3 separate regions of the Mus musculus genome follow, and regions 2 and 3 are each linked to region 1. The links are chromatin contacts, called in public HiChIP or PLAC-seq maps. All regions are on one chromosome and are shown on one strand. Each heading gives the region's core, a stretch centred on a gene start, on an enhancer-like site or on the middle of the called end of the contact. The rest is flanking DNA. Distances are from core to core; before and after follow the strand shown. Region 1 holds the start of Rnf149 (ring finger protein 149). Region 2 holds the start of 1700066B17Rik (RIKEN cDNA 1700066B17 gene). Region 3 overlaps Map4k4 (mitogen-activated protein kinase kinase kinase kinase 4).

The links. HiChIP or PLAC-seq counts read pairs in DNA pulled down with a chosen protein or histone mark.
Region 2: a contact with region 1 is called in an H3K27ac HiChIP or PLAC-seq map of regulatory T cell precursor, with 7 times the contacts expected there. The contact joins the promoter of 1700066B17Rik here to the promoter of Rnf149 in region 1. A contact is called at or near these places in 1 of 39 promoter capture datasets (hippocampal neurons), 1 of 484 Hi-C or Micro-C datasets (Th1 cells), 6 of 115 datasets of contacts at active chromatin or transcription factors (bone marrow-derived dendritic cells, bone marrow-derived macrophages, effector CD8 T cells and 3 more) and 1 of 9 other capture datasets (adipose tissue).
Region 3: a contact with region 1 is called in an H3K4me3 HiChIP or PLAC-seq map of bone marrow-derived macrophages, with 2.2 times the contacts expected there. The contact joins the enhancer-like site here to the promoter of Rnf149 in region 1. A contact is called at or near these places in 2 of 39 promoter capture datasets (embryonic stem cells and neural stem cells), 1 of 15 datasets of contacts at CTCF or cohesin (pro-B cells), 9 of 484 Hi-C or Micro-C datasets (B cells, CD4 T cells, bone marrow-derived macrophages and 5 more), 12 of 115 datasets of contacts at active chromatin or transcription factors (the SCID.adh cell line, astrocytes, bone marrow-derived macrophages and 8 more) and 2 of 9 other capture datasets (adipose tissue and macrophages).

What each region holds. Positions count from the first base shown.
Region 1 is chr1:39,575,003-39,579,110 of GRCm38.p6, reverse strand. Rnf149 (ring finger protein 149) reads left to right here and starts at 1,764. Exons shown (of 7, transcript NM_001033135.3): 1 at 1,764-2,284. The coding sequence starts at 1,837.
Region 2 is chr1:39,844,550-39,849,077 of GRCm38.p6, reverse strand. It overlaps 1700066B17Rik (RIKEN cDNA 1700066B17 gene), which reads left to right and starts at 1,748. Exons shown (of 5, transcript NR_040465.1): 1 at 1,748-1,769; 2 at 3,232-3,413; 3 at 3,739-3,850.
Region 3 is chr1:39,985,627-39,990,196 of GRCm38.p6, reverse strand. It overlaps Map4k4 (mitogen-activated protein kinase kinase kinase kinase 4), which reads right to left. Exons shown (of 32, transcript NM_001252200.1): 10 at 3,397-3,572; 11 at 1,155-1,227; 12 at 1-108. Among named protein-coding and RNA genes, the nearest start is that of Map4k4, 87 kb to the right of the region's middle. Within about 2 kb of position 3,161, at least 16 of the 459 cell types and tissues checked have an H3K27ac peak or open chromatin away from gene starts, as enhancers often do. A contact at or near this core is called in bone marrow-derived macrophages and effector CD8 T cells, where this site is marked.

The DNA of each region.
Region 1 (4,108 bases), core at 515-3,014:
CTGGCAATAGTCTATAACTCCAGTTCCAGGGCTAGTCAAGGGACATAAAACATACATGGTGAATAGATATATATGCAGGCAAAACACTCACATACATAAAATAAAAATAAATACATTATTTTAGTAATGGGAGTGGGAGAAGAGGTTTAACTTTAAAGCTACTCCTAGCTGGAACTCAGGCTGTGTCTCATACCACAGATGCAATCCAAAAGATAAAAAGAACCAGGTCTAACCTAAAACATATTGGTCTGGGCCCCAACAAACTACTTCCTGTAATTATAAACTCTTGCACAAAGAAGGAAGACTAGTGAGTCAATCAGAAATCAAAGCCCTGAACTTCATTTCCAGCTCCTTAGTGGTTTGTTTGGTAGAAATAAAGAGACTGACGATGATTTCACGAATCACACAGTTTATTGCCACACAAAGGGGACTTTTGGCATTTGCTCACACTGAGTAAAGAGGGGGAAACAACATGAGCAAGCCTCACAGGGAACATGGTTCAGAAATGCGGCAGCACAACGGCATAGTGAGTGAGTTTTGAAATCATGAGTTCAGTTGCTCCATCAGAATCGAAGCAGGCCTCTGCTGAAAGTCCAGTGTAATTAAAGACTTGGTGTTCCTTTATAGAACTGGTTCTCAGGAGAAACTGGTTTGACCAATACAACAGAGATCTGTGAGGTGACCTGAGGCCCCTCAGATAAAAAGGATAATATAAGTCAGGCTTAGGGATGAGTTGAAGGTCTGTCACAGTATATGCCTGTGTGTGTATGTCTTCAGAATAGTGCCTAACAATGTATAGCTATGCATTAAGTCCATCACTTAAGTGTCCACTTCTTAGGTTTAAATACATTTTGATATTCAGTAGCTCATATATGAAGAGGTATTTTAAATGTCTTTTGATATTTGGTAACTCGGGTGTGATGTCTCCTCAGCGTTATGGAGAGATCTCCTGTGTTTATTCGGGTCTAGTCAGACTTCACATTCTTCAAAGGAAATACCTTTCAGGTTCGCTGGGGTTGATCTACCAGAGCATCTCAAATCTCAGCTCTACTCAAGATTTTACCGGAGCAGAGTTACCATACTTGCATTTAACTATGTTTAGTGTGTTCAGGATCTTTTAATGGTACACTGAAAGTATCCACCCACTGTGTTGTCGAAGGACTATCTATCAGCCACCATTTACCTCCAAACAAATCCTTTCCCCTTTTTCCCCCCTTTTGATTAATGTAGCACCTTCGTCTTCGTCCAAACAGAGGCACACATAAACTAAGGAGAAGGAAGAAAGGGCTCGAAGGCAACCATTGAGAAAAGAGCAACAAAGAATTTAATATATTACAGAGTTTGTAACAAAAGGCATCTGGACAACTTGACTTAGTGGTTTTTGTTGTTGTTTGCTTGTTTGTTTAAGTGGTTTAGGCAGCCAGGCTTTTGCCGCGTGCCTTGCACAGTCAACTCCACCCTCTGAGAAACTTTACACAACCGCAGTCCCACGCTGGCCGACCCGGAGCGCACAAACTTCCCCAGACTTGGGGACTCTGGCAGCAGGGTTGCACAACTCTCTGCAGCATCTGCAAGCTTCAGCTCGGCCGCCCACAGCCCTGCGGCACAGACCCTGGCGCCTGCGCACTCCTCACGCCCGCGGGCAGGGCCCCACCCCTTCCGTCGCCACGCCCCGGTCACGCCCCTCCAGGTGCGCGTGCGCCGCGGGTCCGCCCCCGCCGCGCTCGGCGGTCTCTCGCGAGCCGCCGCCGTCTCCTCAAAGCTGTGGGCCAGCCTGGAGTGAGTCGCCTCGTTCTGACTCGCGCTCTTCTTCCTCAGTAGCCCGGCCGGGCGGCCATGGCGGCGCGGCGGCGGCCCGCGGCCGGCGTGGGAGCCCGGGACGCACTCGCGGTGCTGGCGCTGGCCTTGTGTACTCCCGGGGTGGGCGGCGGGGCGCTCGAGTGGTACTCGGCCATGGTGAGCATCGAATACGTGGACCCGCAGTCGAACCTGACGGTGTGGAGCGTGTCGGAGAGCGGCCGCTTCGGAGAAAGCTCGCTCCGGGAGGAGAGGCAGGGCCTGGTGGGCGTCCCGCGCGCGCCCGCGCCCGCGGAGGGCTGCGCGCCCGACACGCGCTTCGTGGCGCCCGGCGCCCTCGGCAACGCGCCCTGGGTGGCGCTGGTGGCGCGAGGCGGCTGCACCTTCAAGGACAAGGTGCTGGCGGCGGCGCGGAGGAACGCCTCGGCCGTGGTGGTCTACAACCTGGAGAGCAACGGGAACGCCACCGAGCCCATGTCTCACGCGGGTGAGCAGGCCGGGCGCTGGGCCGCTGGCCGCGGCCGGGGCGAGCCTGGTGGTTCCCCGGGTGGTGTGGAGAGGGAAGTGCGTGCACACGCTGCAGGATCGGAGCTTCACCTCGGGAGGGTGAGAAAGCTGGGAAGGGCCCTCGGCCGGGGAGTAGCAAACACACCGGTGGCAGGTCCTACGGAGTTCAGTAACTCTACAGATTCCCGAACCCGGGTCGCTTCCTAAGGTCGGCTCACGGACTCCCAAAGTTGGTTGAGTGGAGAGTGTGTAGGAGTGGACGGCTGGCGCCGCCAGGCTCGCATTGTCTCTTCACCAACCTAAAGTGGCTACTCGATGTGGTTTCTTCCTCTCGATGAGGCGAATATGAGTGTTTTCAAAACCCTGGATCAAAAAACCTGGGTTTTCTTGCTGTAGTTTCTCTCTCGACGCATGTAGGGTGATCGCACTAGCTCCTGGTTTGGACAGTTTGAATTCAGATGAATTTTTTTTTTTAAACTGTTTTCATTGAAGGAAAGAAAGGCCTTGCTACCTCTGTCAGGAGGCCACCTCTAAACACGCTGTTCCAGGGGACAGACAAGGATGAGTTTGCAAAATGTCATCCTTGGGACAGAGTTCTCTCCGGGGACCCAGAATTTGATTGTGTTTCTCTTGTGCCTTCTAAGATCACATTAGCTTTAGGCATCACACGGTTGACTCATTCTGAATTTCCTGTGATTAGGGTTTTTAAGTTTCTGCTACTAGCTAAGACATCTTTCTTCCTGTACTGCATTTTTGTTCTCGTTCTGTTTTGGTGTGCATGCGACACAGAGCTTATAAAGACAGAAAAGTGACCTTGGGTTTAACCATTTTTTTTAACGCGGTTGGGAATGATGGCCATTTGATGACAAGGAAGTGAGCTACGAGTACAGATCAACTCTTTTTTTCTTGGTTGACTCCAGATTAGGAGAGAAATGGGTATAAATTGCAGAAGCATAGCAGGGTGAAGTAAGAGAAGGTAAGGAACACTTGAAATGGTGTGAAAGTAATCTGCTAGAATGGAGAAATGTCCAGAGAAGTCGGGTCTTTAAGAACTCAAGAGTTTGTTGGCTGTGGACCACGGTGGTGGGTGAGAATAGACCGATGTCCCTGCGGTGGTGTTGACTCAGGCAGTTAGTCCGCTGATTGCAAATCAGCCTAATTGTCACTGTCCACACACCATCTTTCCACAAGGCTCCTGAGAGATCCTAGCATCCCAGATATATGTTCCCAAGTTAAGTTCTGTCAGCGAAGATAGGCCGGTGTGACTCCTCGATGTTGGGTGTGTACATGTGTGGATGCACGCACATCTAATGTAGACCGTTTTCTTTTCAGTGACAAGCTCATTACCCTACAATTTTCTAACTCTACCCTTCTGCATTTTTTGATAATGACATTGACATCCTACCAAGCAGACACCTCTTGTTCTAAACATGGCTCAGCAATCTTTCTTGTTTATATTGTTGACATATAATTTATCTGGACCCAGGAAAACACCTCAATCATGTTGACTAGAATCTTCCTTTGGAGGGACACTTCCTTCCCCATTATTTGCCTTCTTTCTAGTTTTCTTAGGATAATAATAGTTGCCGTTTTTTGTTTTGTTTTATTTAAAGGGAGGATCATTACCTTTTGGAAAGTTCATGAAAGTACCCATGCAAGTGACTGAATCTTCCTGGAGTCCCTTTAAGTTAGATCCCTAAAGAAACATGCAAAAGCCTTTTAAAACTTGGTCCTTTATTACTTGGTGACCTACAGGATGTTTAGCTACATTCCTGCCTTCCCACATTCTAGAAGTTTTCCCCAC
Region 2 (4,528 bases), core at 499-2,998, 270 kb before region 1:
AAGGGGTACATAATACAAGAAAAGGTGGGTGTAGGGGTGTGTACAGGGGCCGTGGTAGCTCTTGAGTGCTCTGTTGAAGGGCTCCTCGGTGAATTTTGTCCTCTGACATCATTATCTAAAGTTCTAAAGACATTTTTACTAATGAAATAGGTTTTCACAAATACTGTATTAAACAGCAATTATGCAGTCAGTCTTTGAAAGGGACAAATGGAATGTCTGGTCACAGTGTCAGGCAGAGGAAAGAGGGGACTGGAAAGGTTGTAGGGGTCTTAGGTGAAGACAAGGGAGCCCGAGTAGGCACTGCTCCGTAGCCTGTGGGAACTGCCAGCACTCACTGGGACTGGGAGCACAGTGGAATCAGGCTCAGAGCGCAGGTGAGGACTGGGAGCTGCATTTTATTTCGAAATCACAACATCTCATTAGTCCTTTTCCCCGACACCTTTGATGTTTTCATGAGATATATTACTTTTTGCAATTAAAAAAAAAACCATTTTGCTTGATAACTATACACCCAGCTTTTAGATGGGTATAAGAAAGCAATATTTAAAAGGACCAAGGATTTGAATGAGATTGACCATGGCTAGGGATGACATTATGCCTTTTTCTTCCACCTCCAAAATCCATGTGTTGCGGCGATGCCCATCTCCCGTGTCCCAGAATGGAGTTCATTTAGAGAAAATGAGTTTACAGAGATGATTAAGACAAAGTCATTAGGGAGAACTAATCTAATATGATTAGTGTCCTTATAAGAGAAGGAAATTAGATACATATATAAACGGAGGTAGAATACAAGGCCACAGGAGAAGGCCCACCATCTATAAATCAATAAGACAGCCTACAGAAGAAACCAGCTGCTATAGTTCAGAGATGACTTGAGTGTCCTCCTCAAAGGGTCATGTGTGGGAAATTTGGTTCCCAGTGTGGCAGTGTAAGGTGGTTGAACCTTTAAGAGGTGGGGCCTATCGGGAGGTGGTTAAGTTTTTGTGGATGCTGCACTAGGCAGGGATTGATAGAGTTGTGACACTCTGGTCAGGTCCTTGGAGATCAAGCTATAGAGCCTGAATTTCTCTGATTTCGGATCTTGCTATCCGATTTCAGCACATGTTCCTGCAGGGAGGCCCTCACCAGAGCTGAGTGACAATCAGGGCTGTGCTCTTGGACTTGAAGATGTATGAGTTAAATAAAACCTCTTTCTTTACAAAGAACCCAACACCAGGCAGTTTTGTGGTTTTTTTTTTTTTTTTTTTGTAGCAGTGGAAAATAGACTGATATACCAACACTGATGCCATCTTGGACGTCTAGCTTTCAGAGTGGGCAGAAAGCCAATTGTTTTACAATTGTCTTCAGCACCCTGTGATAGTGTGCTATAAACTAGCACCGCCATCTTGCTTTAGAGCTGCAACCTTCCTAATGCTGTGATACTTTCATGCAGTTCCTCATGTTGGGGAGACCCCCCCCCCCAACCATAACATTATTTTTGTTGCTACTTCATAACTGTAAACCTGCTACTGTTACCAATCATAATGTAAATATTTGATATGCAGGATATCTGATATGCTATCCCTATGTAAGGGCTGTTTGGCTCCAGAGGGGCCACTCAGCCAACAGGTTGAGATCTACTGCTTTAGAGGCATAGGAAGATAGAAAAAGCTTTTGGAGATAGGTATGGTGAGGGTGGGGGAGGGGAAAACAGGAAGTGAAGTCACAATATCAAAGGGCATCTCCAACCTGAGGAGCGGTGGTCTGTAGACATCATTACACAGAGGCCGGTGAGAGCATCAGCTCCCAGAAAGCTTCCTGGACTTAAAATCAGGAAGTCGCTGTGACCTTTGAGATGACGCCACTGTTCCAGCAGGGGAAGTCCAGGCACACTGGCTTAGGGAGGGACGCAATGCCACAGTCACGTCTTGATGGCAAGACGTTTCATGTGAAGGCTAGGGACAGATAGGACAGTAGTTACAGGGGCAGAACTGAGAGAGAGCTTTTAAAAAGTGGTTTTACTATTATATCTTAATTGCACATAATAATTGTTTTCATTGTGCATTTTGATCACTTTTATCCCCTCAACATCTTGTCCCTCCCACCCTCCATTAATCCCGTTCCCCTTCTCAACTAGTCCACCTTCTAACCTCATCCCCCCTTCCTTTATTTCATGACCCAGTAAGTTTCATTATTGTTATTTACAGGAGCGCCGGGTTGTTGTTTGTGGGAGCATGGGTGCCTTACACCAATGAAGAAAATATCTTTCCTTTCCCTGTCGACTGTCAGAGAGAGAACGTTTTTAAAGAGTCGGGGAAAGTCCAGGGGAAGCCAAAGACTAGGAGGAAGGGAGGAAGGGGGAGGAGAAAGAGGAGAAAGGGAGGGGGAGGAGAAGAAGGAATGGGGGGAAAGAGGAGGAGGGACCAGAAAAGACCCTGGTGTCTAATCTACCTTTGTTGAAAAAGTCACAGGACGAAGGCAGGTCTGAGGATAGGGCTGGGGGTGGGGTGGGGGTAGGAGAAGGAAGAGGTGCTGTGTGGCATCCCCATTCTGAACAGAGTCTCCCAGCCCTGGACTGCTCCTTTCCTTTAGCCTCCCCTGGCTTGCTCTGATCTCTACTGTTACTGAGTTTAGGAGGTTCTAGGTCTATGCCTGGCTCCCAATGTTTGAGCACCAGCATGTATTACTCAAGGGCTTCCCTAGCTGCTGAACAGGGGCCAGACCATGTTGAAGTCAGCACCGAGGCAAACACACAAACCTTTGAGGTCAGGGATCTGGGCATCCAGAGGAGACCCAGAGCATATTCTTGTTCACCTCGCTCTCCAGCAAAATGCTCCAGTGGTTTTTCCTGGTTGGGCCTCTCTGGGTTCAGTCCCCAGGCAGACCCTTTGTTTTCTTAGGCATTGGTTGCAGAATTACTGGCAGGCTGGACTCTAGGACATTGCCTCCCCCGCTTAGTGGTTTTGAAACTTTCAAAGAGATAGTTCAGTCCATCTTTCAAATAACATTCCAGAAATCCCTAAAATATCAAATGGCTAACGGTTTGTGTTACACATATATATTCCCACTATAGCCTCAGCTTATATTCACACACCATAGAGCCCAGTAATGTGAACCGAGAGCAGCTTTACAGATGGAAAAATGTAGAAGGGTTATGGGAACCTGGCACCGTCTGAAGCCAGCCTTGGGGTTCAGATTATTTTTAGAGTTTATTTTGGTCACACTGTAATGAGAAATTCCTCCTTCACACAGATAAAGGATTATATAAACCATAACAATTAAAAAAAATAGTCAGCCTTGCAACCTTGAAATATTTCTGTAAGTCATCAGAGAATGGCAGGGACCTGATATCTCCCAACGTCTTTACAACGAACTTGTTTTGTAACATACCTATTGGTCTGCAGTGAGGATACGTTGAGAGCCATTATGCTACGGTATGAAAACAATTTAATATATCTTAAAGATGAAATTTGAATAAAATGTTTGTAAAAACCTAAGTGATGTTTCTCAAGGCATCAAGAGCCACCTTGAGAGAGCTGGTTGTGCTGGCACACACCTTTATGCTCAGAACTCAGGAGGCAGATGCAGCCAAGTATCTTTGAAGTCAAGGACAACCTGGCCTATATAATAGTGAGTTCAAGTCCCGCCAGGGCTACAAAAGTGAAACCTTGTCTCACAAACAAAACATCAAACCTGGTGACCTGAACCTTGTGACCAATAAACATTTACTTACTAACTCTTTTGTGACAAATTCCACAGGCAGCTGAGGACTCAGCCCAGGTGAGGCTTCCGCCTGAAAGATGAGCTAAAGCCAGAGGGAAATTCCATCCAGGACCTCACATGTGACTCGTTCCAAGGGCTCTGAAGACAGGTGAGTGGGAAGCCCCAGGCATCAGTGGGCTGGAGGTACAGTGTGGGTGCACAGCAGGTTTCCCGAGGCCCTGAACTCTGTGCTGGGAACACATCAGTGCATCTTATCTGAGGCAGGGGCATTTTTTTTTTTTTTAAGTGCTCTGCAGAAACCTAAAGCAGAAAACACAGAACTCAAAATACACTATATTTATCTCTTACATGTACCTAACATGATTTTAAATTATGAAGGTTTATCTTTTTGAGAGAGAGAGAGAGAGAGAGAGAGAGAGAGAGAGAGAGAGAGAGATTGATTGAGCAGAAGAGGGTATCAGATCCCCTGAAGCTAGAGTTATAGGAGATTGTGAGTTTGTTTCTTGTCGGTGCTGGGGACTGATTCGGACTCTCTTACAGAGCTGTACTCTTAGCCGCTGAGCTATCTCTCCAGCCCCAAAGTTTAATTAATAAAGTGGGTACAGTAATAGATTATCAATTGAATCATGAACAATAATAAGCCCCACAAAATTATTTGAACCTCATAGATCGTTTCCATCCACAGTCCCCATATTACGTGGGGTGATGACTGAAAGCTGGAGGGAGCCACTGGAGGTGAAATTCAAGAATTAAGTGAAGAGTGAAGAGAGAATTCTTGGAAGGAATGCAGAGACCCAGGCCTGGGAGGGGAAGAGCTGCTTTTACA
Region 3 (4,570 bases), core at 1,912-4,411, 410 kb before region 1:
TGCAGAAGCTGCTGTCTCCGCAGAGCCTCAGACCGCTCCTTGTTCTCCTGCTGCAGTCTCAGGAAATCACGTCGCAGAGTTGACTCTCCAGGCACATTGACGATGGAACTGCAGGGGATAGGGTCTGTCAGGGCTCCATGCATCACCTGGGCCTCGTAGGGTGTGACCCAATGGGAACACCCAGTTCCCTTCATGGGGCTACTGACTGGGCCCAGGAGTGACCCAAATCAACAAGTCTACAGGATGACAATGCCTACTGCTCCAACGGCTCACATCATCCTCTATGACTTAGTAATGTCTGAAAATGCAGTCCTAGCAGATAAGCATTCTTTCACGGGACTCTTCTTTCATGTCGGGTCTTCCTCTGGCCCTCTAGTTTTGCATCATGGCACAGAAGTACTAGCACCCACTGGTCTCAGCATCCCTCCGTTCTCATCTGGCCTACACCAAGCCTGCTTTGTTCCCTGACACTATTTTCTATCATCAGAGATGGCAGCAGGCCTCACAGGAGACTTTTCTGCGTTGGGGGCTGTTCCCCAAGCCTGTATCACACAGACTGGCAAGACACACCTCCTTAAACCCGTGTCCCTCTTTGAACTTCTATTCCCAACTCATGGCTCCCATGGGTCTCAACACAACCTTCATCTTGGTTTTGTTCTGTACTCAACCAAAGGTAAGGCCAGAGCTAGAACAGCTGTGGGCGAACCTATTACTAAAGTACAAACATAAGAAAGTAAACCCACTGAGCTAAAGCAGGCAGAAGACACCCGAAGGATGGAGGTCAAAGGCTGGCAACCATATTTGCATGTAGGGAAAATAAGGCTGTGGGAAAGTTTCTCAGCAGAGGGCCTGCTGGCCTCCGAGCTGCACGCTTCTCTGTGTGGGACTGACTTTGGTCCGGCAGCAGACTTGTACCATTTGTGCCTTCTGCAGCAATAAATGCCAAAAGCATTAAATCCTCAACCTCAAACATAAAATTGAATTAAAAACAAAACTAAAAACGAGGCAAGAGTTTGGGAAATTGTTCACAGAGATCTGTCATGGGGTGAGAAAAATGGCAGACAGGAAGCAAGCCAGTGCTGTCCACTGCTCCACGAAAGCCTCACAGAGTGTGGGCAGGCATCGGGGAAGCCTGGGCTGGCTGCCGTCTGTACCTTGGCTCTCCCTCCTGCTCAGGCACTTCCTCCTCCTCCTCCTCGCTCCCGCTGTACTCGTACTCCGTCTCATCTGAAAAACAAGGCCGAGAGAAACAGGAGAGCTCAGATCCTCACAGATGCCCGTGTAGACAAGCATCCCCAGAGTCAGAATGACCAAAACCAAGATGCAACTTGTGAAAACGGCATGGGGAGAAGCGTGTCTGACCTCCCGTCAAAGGTCAGGAATTCTGAGCTGGCTACACTCCCTACAGAAGAGCTGGTCATTCTCCACTGATAAAATCTGAGGAAGTGTATACAAAAAACAAGAAAACCAAAAAACTCAACAGCATCAGCATAGTCACACTCAAGAAAGTATTACACTGACAAATATAAACAGATATCGATACATAGATGACAGAAATAGCAGATGTGTTAAAAATTCAGAGATCTCAAATACTGGTCTAGAGAAATCAAGAAGCTAAAGCAAACGCAGCTCATGTCAAGAAATAAAGAGCAGCGAAGAAAGCACCGAGGCAGACTCGGGGAGAGGGGTCACACAAAAGTAGTCACCACATCCAGCTCTCTGAAAAGATCAATAAGATTGACTAACTCCAAGTTATACTAGTATCATAAAGATAAAAATCAAATTGTTACCATAGAGCCAATGAAACCCAAAAGATCCTTAGAAAATGCTCTGAAAACTTATATTCCAAAGGTTGGCAAGTGAAAAAAAATGAACAAGATTCTAAATGTCTGCAGTTTACCACAATGAAATCTGTAAGATATGAGCACTGAGACTGGGATGGGGTTAAGAAGTGTAAGGCGGGACAGATGCAGGGCAGGTTGTGCCAAATTGTTGAGGATGACCGGACACCAACACTCTCACCACTCCACGAAGAAGAAGGGGAAGACGCTACCAGACTCATCCTATGAAGCCAAGATGACCTACCAGCAAACCCAATAAAGACGGAATAAAAGAACATCAAAGGCCAATTTCTCTAAGGAACATTGGGTTTCTTATATTCTCAACAAAATACTTGAAAGCCATATTCAAGATCATATAAAGACACAACCAAAATGGCTTTATCTCGAGGATGCAGAACTGTGGCAGCCCACACCCCCCAATTTTAATACATGGTGTAAATAAACTCAAGGACAGAGCTCAAAAGGAGAAAACTTGAGCCGGGCGTGGTGGCACACGCCTTTAATCCCAGCACTCGGGAGGCAGAGGCAGGCAGATTTCTGAGTTTGAGGCCAGCCTGGTCTACAAAGTGAGTTCCAGGACAGCCAGGGCTATACAGAAAAACCCTGTCTCGAAAAACCAAAAAAAAAAAAAAAAAAAAAAAAAAAGAGGAGAAAACTTCTGACTCGTGGTACACACCCAGCAGAGGGGAGGATAAGACGGAAGAATCGCTGTGAATCTGCAGCTTACGTTATAGTGAGGCCCTACTTAAAAAAAAAGTCCCCAAGAAAGAAGGAGCACAAAACCTACAGATATACTTCTAACAGTAATGGCTATAGTAAAGGCAAACCTATAAACAACACTGTACTAGATGGGGAATAGTGAATATATTCTCTAAAACCTAGAACTAGACACTTATTTGATACAGTGTTTCAAGTCCCACCCAACTAAACAGTAATACGTAAAAGGTATAAAGACAAGAAAGAACTCAAAGTATTGCTAATCTCAGACACTTAAAGACCCTGCAGGATACAGAATTAACATACAAAACTCAGTAGCTTTCCTATATGACAACCACAAACTCACTGAGAAAGAAACAACTGTCCAGGAATAAATCTGAGGCAGAACCGACCATGAAGTCATTATGCCACTTGAAAATGACACTACATAGCAAAATCTTCCTGTGCTTAAAAAAGTAATCTAAAACATACATATGAAACTGAAGACTGTGTAGTCAAATCAACCTCAGGGAAACGAGGTGTGTTTCACACGGTTTACCCGGGTGTCAGTGTGCGGTATATGACATAAAACCAGGCGGAAATCACGAGAGGGGAGGCGGGCTGTTGAGGAGTGTTAGCATCCAGTGGTCTTGCTCTTGCTGTGCAAGTGTGCAGGAAAGCCCAGGGCCACGAGACAGGAAGAGGAAAGAGGGTGCTAGGGAGGAAGAGCACAGGGGAAGGAGTGCAGCTCAGCAGCAGCAGCAGTACTTAAACTGTCAGAATGAAGCCTGCTGCTTTAACACAGTCTAGGGCCCCTTAACGCTATGGTAGGAAGGCAAACTTAAAGGAGCCTTCATACCTTTCTCGCCTCTCTTCTTTCTGGTCCGGTCTATGTGATCCTTAAGCTGGATTCGAACCTGCCTTTCATTGGGCTGATCCCTTATGAAAGGGTGTTTTAAAAGTTGCTCTGTAGAGGGCCGCTGCATGTAATTCTTCACCAGACAGCCTTCTATAAAGCTGAAAAATTTCTTTGACCTGTAAGAGAAAGTGAAACATATCATCAAACTTCTATCACCAAAGTTAAGCTCAAAAATACTGGTGACGAGCCTGAAAACCATTCTGTGACCAAACCTGCAGTGCACACTAACAATGTACTGCAGCAGTCAGCAGTGTCACTGGGACCACACCTGCAGTGCACACTAACAATGTACTGCAGCAGTCAGCAGTGTCACTGTGGTCACACCTGCAGTGCACACTAACAATGTACTGCAGCAGTCAGCAGTGTCACTGTGGTCACACCTGCAGTGCATACTAACAATGTACTGCAGCAGTCAGCAGTGTCACTGGGACCACACCTGCAGTGCACACTAACAATGTACTGCAGCAGTCAGCAGTGTCACTGTCACCACACCTGCAGTGCACACTAACAATGTCCTGCAGCACTCAGCAGTGTCACTGTGGTCACACCTGCAGTGCACCACAAACAACATTATCATACAGAGCGATAAAAGCAGCCAGGTTTAAAGGAACAGAGTTTAAGTCTACTACTACTCACTAACCATTAAATCATGGAACAAGCAGAGGCACAGGAACAGAGAAAGGCCTTCACTAACGTGGGGGTCAGGGAGGTGCACAGATGACCATAAGTCTCATAACAAACAGAGATGAGCAAGGGGCCTGCCTCTGTTGGCAAACGCAGGGCATCTACGGATGGATGCTTCAGCCAGCCTTACACTGGCTTGAGCTCGATTCATCAGGTCCCAGAGTTTAGTGGACAAAGGCAGAAATGACAGGTTTTACTTTGTGTGTGCACGATGGGGGTGGGGTGGAAGACTCAGCCCTGCCACTGGTTGGTACACTTTATAAAACATCACAACTATAGCTGCAACCCACCCTAACCCCCAACAGGATCTTGCTCTATTACCCAGAATGCTTTTAACTCCTATGTTCAAATGGTCCTCCTGCTGTAGTCAGGGCCTGCAAACATGGCCGATGGCCCCAGACACCCTTCATCAATGTTAAAATGTGTTATC